2 separate regions of the Muntiacus reevesi genome follow, and region 2 is linked to region 1. A link is a contact called in public Hi-C data. All regions are on one chromosome and are shown on one strand. Each heading gives the region's core, a stretch centred on a gene start, on an enhancer-like site or on the middle of the called end of the contact. The rest is flanking DNA. Distances are from core to core; before and after follow the strand shown. Region 1 holds the start of CAPN7 (calpain 7). Region 2 holds the start of BTD (biotinidase).

Evidence for each region. Hi-C and Micro-C count contacts between places; a contact is called where the count stands out from the background.
Region 2: a Hi-C map of blood shows a contact between it and region 1, with 2.9 times the contacts expected there. The contact joins the promoter of BTD here to the promoter of CAPN7 in region 1. A contact is called at or near these places in 2 of 3 Hi-C or Micro-C datasets (blood and muscle).

What each region holds. Positions count from the first base shown.
Region 1 is chr8:31,390,809-31,393,396 of mMunRee1.1, reverse strand. CAPN7 (calpain 7) reads right to left here and starts at 1,281. Exons shown (of 19, transcript XM_065943179.1): 1 at 978-1,281. The coding sequence starts at 1,079.
Region 2 is chr8:31,763,239-31,765,826 of mMunRee1.1, reverse strand. It overlaps BTD (biotinidase), which reads right to left and starts at 1,314. Exons shown (of 4, transcript XM_065943356.1): 1 at 1,175-1,314. It overlaps HACL1 (2-hydroxyacyl-CoA lyase 1), which reads left to right and starts at 1,195. Exons shown (of 16, transcript XM_065943354.1): 1 at 1,195-1,333; 2 at 1,525-1,629. The coding sequence starts at 1,244.

The DNA of each region.
Region 1 (2,588 bases), core at 32-2,531:
CTGTTTACTTATGAACGTTTGTCATTATTTCACAAAACTAATAAAACACAGTTCTACTTTTAAAGAAATACCACCATTATGAAATTGCAAAGAAAATAAAGTTCAAAAAGAATGACTCTGAAACACAACCGAAGTCTCTAAATATAGGTTATAAAATGAAGGCAATCAAACATTAATCTGAGAACAGTAAATTACACATTATTGCAGCATATAGGTTTGTGGAAGAAAAACGACTACCACTGTATTTTCAAAGTCTGACATTCTTCCTAAAAGAAAAGGTGACTGTAGAGGATACAGCTCCTTCCAACGGAGTGGGGATGGGCCAGGACTGGAGCTGGAGAGGTGTGCGTCTGCAAATCTTCAGAATTGGGGAGCAGGCAGTGAACTGGGAGCGCCTCTAATTCTGGCCTTAGCAATTTATCCAAAAGAAATATCACAGAAACGTGTAAAGTATTAGCTACAAGGATATTATGATGCTGAAGAAACAGAATGCACGTTAAAATGGCCAGAAGAGTTTCTCAACAAACGATGGCATACCCACATAATGGGATACTATGCATCTAGCCCTTAATATTATTATTGATAACAAGATCACATCAAGAAACTTTTAAAAAATTAGTAATTTTATTAAAAGTTCAAAAGGACAGGTTTAAAAAAATCATAGACAATCTGACCCCAGTTTGTTTTTTGAAAAAGGATGTGTACACAGACACTGGGGAGATCAAGACGTGTGGAAGTCAAGCACTAGGACGCACAATGCTTTCTTCTCCACTGACTCGCGGCGCTCTCCCGCGTGCCTCCAGCCCGTCTGCCGCGGTGAGCCCACGTCTGTGGAGCCCAGCGTCCGGCCCCGCCGCCGCCCTCAGGAGCTCCGAGCCGGGGGATCGGCGACCCAGCCCCCGGCGGGATGGCCCCTCAGCCCCGCCCCCGGCCCGAGCGGGCCCGCCCCCCGGCCCCCGGCCCCGCCCCCGGCCCACCTTGTAGTAAAACACGGCCTCCGCGTAGCGGCCCTCTTGATCGCGCTGAACCGCCAGCCGCGCGAACTGCACCGCGTCCCGCTCCAGCGCCGCCGAGTCCATGGCCGCTCCGCGCCGGAGCCCTCCTCGCGTCGCCGACCGCCGCGCGCCCAGGGGCCGCGAGAGGTCCCGGGCCGCGCGGAAGGCGAGCCAGAGCTCACTTCCGTCGACTGAGGGAGGACGGCCAACAGCCCACCTCAGGCTCCCAGCCCGCCGGCACCCTCGCGCCGCGGCCGCCGCACTCCCAGGCCGGCCCACCGGCCACACTGCGCAGGCGCAACCGGGCCCGCGCAGGTGTTCTGGGAGCCGCGGCGACTGAGGGAGGCCCCGGCTCGCCGGAGGGCGCGGGCGGTGGGCGGGGCCCGGCTGCGCCGCGCCGTGTGCACGTGACCACCCGGGCTCCGGGGATTGGGCAGGCCCATGCGGCGCCACGTCGGCGCGGCCGCGGGCTTCGCCGACTGTCTGACGGAAATGTGAGTGTGAGGGCTGTTGCTGGTCAGACTGGGTGCAGGCGCGCATGCGCCTCAGGGAACCTTGTCCCCACTTACTATCCGGGTAAGGTGAGCCGCGCTTCCCGCCCTCATCTGAGCTGGCTTTTTTAAGTCAGGGAAGTGAAGTAAAGACATAGCGTCACATTACCTGTCTCTTCTGAGCTGACTTTTTAAGATTAGGGACGTGAAGTAAGGACAGAGGGTCCTTATGTGATACTTTTATAAGGTTTCTAACCATGTGTACCTCCCTGAGTGTATGGTATTGAGTGAATTGTCGACAAGCAAGGTAATGCGTTTTCTTGTTTACTTATCCTTAGGTTAACTTAATGCTGTTGTCATGACTCAGTTAGGTGATTATTTGATTAATTTCTTTCTCTCTCAAAACTCTTGACTTCAGCAATACAAATGAAGGAACTTCACATGTGGTGGAGTGGATAAGAATCTGCCTGCCAGTGCAGGGGACACAGGGTGTATTGTTGTAGCCGCGCGTTCCAGGAAACAAACTCACCCAGAAGGACAATGCAGATAGTGGAGTGTAATTTATTACACCAGGGGGCCCAAGGCAGAGGGTCCTCTTAGCCAAGAACCCCGACCGACTTTTGTGAAAACCTTATATACCTTAAGTATATAAGTACTGCTGAAGCCCACATCCCCAAATTCCTTAAACCTAGCCTGGAAAGTGTTAAAGGGAGATACAATCAGGTCACAGCCATGATTCATAATCAGAAGGGTCAGCTGGTTATACATTGTAGCTTACACCAATGGGTACCATAAAGATTACAAAGGTGATTGACTACATAGGGGATTATTGCATTCTTTTTGGCGATGGGAAATCTTGGTATGGAATCCGGTGTCTATCACTCTGGGAAGCCAGTTCAGCTGTAGGTATGTTATGCCTATGGCTACCAGGCACATAGTCCAAAGCTCACTGAAAGTGCAAGATGGAGTTTCTTTCTTTTTCAAGATGGAGTCAGCACGGCCTCTTCCTCTGCTCCTTCAATATCACTGGTCGAGAAAGACCCCACATGCTGGGGAGCAACTAAGCTGGTGTGCCACAACTACTGAAACCTGGTTGGCATCT
Region 2 (2,588 bases), core at 65-2,564, 370 kb before region 1:
CTCCTGAGGCCCTGGCATCATGAACCACACACTGTAAGGACATTTTCACTCAAAACTGTCTTTTAAAAAGTTCTCTTCTTGCGATAAACTTTGATAGAAGAGTATGAAAAAGAAGTGTGTACATAGAGGCAGAACCGAATCACTTCGCTGTACAGCAGAAATTAACACTATAAGTCAATAAATACTTCAATACTTTTTTTTTTTTTTTTTCCACAAAAAGGTTCTCAGCTGCAGGAGCTGGTCTCGATAAGAGGCTGACTCTGAAGACTCACAACTCTCCCCACCATTTCCTGACTTCACTGTAAAGGCAGAGTGAAGGGTTACTAGCAAGGATTACAGAAAAAAAAAAAAAACCGTCAGAAGTAACTAGGCTCAAGGGGCCCTTATCCCCTGTGGCCAAAGGGCGGAAGGGTGAAGGGAGTACAAGACTTCTGGTCCAAAGGCTCTGGGCAAGTTACTTCAGCTCTCCCTGGGAGATACGGTGTCCTTGTCTAAAGTAAAGAGTACACATCCGCTTACGGATTTAATTAGTTGGCATTTATCTTCACGGATTGCAAAGTTACGAACGTATCCATCAAATAAGCGTGTACGTCAAAGCCTAGAATACAACGAGACGCGGGAACAAAACCACACAACACAAAAAAAGGCCCGCCTCGACCAACATCCGGCGCCATCCCACCGCTCGCGTCCCAGCAAAACCCGCGCGCAGCTCCCGGAGCCACGCCCCCTTCTGCGACGGCCCCGCCGCGGCCCACCTTCCGCCCTGCTCTGCGCAGGCACCACTCGCCCTGCCGGGTTCCCTAAAGGCTGTGGGGTGGGGCCGCGAGCGCGCGCCACGCCCCTTTCTGCCGCGGCCACGCTCCTGGCCCCGCTTCCGCCCAGGCTCTGCGCAGGCGCCACCCGCCCCTCCCGCGTCCCTAAAAGGTTCTAGGTCGTGGGCTAAGGCCCCAGACCCCACCGCCGGCCCACCTCTCACGCGCTCGGCGGACGCCTCCGCCTCCTCCTAAAGCTCCCCGAGTTCCGTGAGGGGCGGGCCGGAGAGAAGGGCCGGCCCTGACAGGAGAGAGCGTGTTTACCCGTCACCTCAGCGCCAGTAGGCTGGCTGCAGCCCCGCCCCTCTCCCCTCCTTAAAGGTGCCTATGGCTCCCCTCCTCCTTTAGAGGAGCGGCCTCACGGTTAGTGTCCTCAGGGGCTGGCTTGACAGGGTGACTCCGCGTTAGCCTGCTGTCCGCTGCGGTGGGAGATGTCGGAAAGTAACCTGGCGGCGCGCAGTGACGGACTCGAGGGGCAGGTGTCCGGGGCGCGAGTCATCGCCCAGGCCCTGAAAACCCAGGTGTGAGGCCTGCCCGCTGCAGAGAGCCCTACGGAAGCCGACGGGGCCGCCGCGTTGTCTTGGAAACGGGAAAGCGGCGGGAGTGGGGAGGTGGGCAGAAGGGAGGTTTGCGGGAGGTTTTCTTTTTTTACCGCCTCGAAAGGGCGGGCTGGGGTGCTGGCCTCATTCCTCTGCTTTTGGCCGCCCCCCAGGACGTGAATTACATGTTCGGCATCGTAGGCATCCCGGTGACCGAAATCGCCCTTGCTGCGCAGGAGGTGGGCATCAGATACATCGGGATGAGGAATGAGCAGGCAGTAAGTATGGACTCAGAGCCCAGCGCGTTCTTGGGAATGAGTAACGGTGATGACAAATAATTCATTGCAGACAGTCGCTGCTTACCGCTCACTCTTCTAATACTTTATGCTTATCAATCACAACGCTCCTGGGAGGCAAGACCGATTGTTAATCGTCGCTGCAGATGAGAACAGTGAGGCTCCAGTTAAAAATAAATAAATGTAAAATTCATAAAAGAGAGACGCCCCCGCCCCCCACAGAGAAGTGAAGAAACTTGCTCAAGGAAACAGCTAGCGGAGTCAGGCTTTGAACCCAGGTGTTCTGGCTCTGGAGTCCTTGCTGTTACAACTACGCAGTATGGAACTCTGCCAGGTCTTTAGAGTGTCAGAATCGGAAGGGACACTTACTTGGTCTGATACTTACCTGGGCCCCTGTGCTTCATTCCTATAACTAGCTATTGTTATGTGTCTGTTTCTGTGTATTATTTGCCTCGTCTGACTTCCCTATTAGTCTGTGAGTTCCAGGGGGTCACAAATACATATTTCTTATTCGCACATCTGTATCCCCAGTTTATCCGTGGGGCCTGCCCATGATAGTACCTGCAACATGAATGGGGAAAGGTCACGTCTCAGGTTGTGTAGTAGGTGGCTCTGCAAGGTGACAGGCCTCACAAATGATAAAGCCGTGATTGAACTCCAGAGATGTCCCAAGACCCAGGCCAGTGCTCATTCCACCTCCTCACATTGCCACCCTTCTTAGAGGCTTATTTGGAAGTCCAAGAAAGGAAGTTAGGACGTTTTGTCAACCCTGTCTCATTTCTTCATAAAGGGCATTTAGCATTTTCCCAGGTTATCTTGTGTTTAGCACCTTCCCCTTCTTTCTGTAATGAGCTGAAGTGCAGTTTAAAAATAAAAACTAACCATATGAAGGCCATAAAGGAAATTTCAATCAATCTCCAAGCAAGGATTGAAAATATACA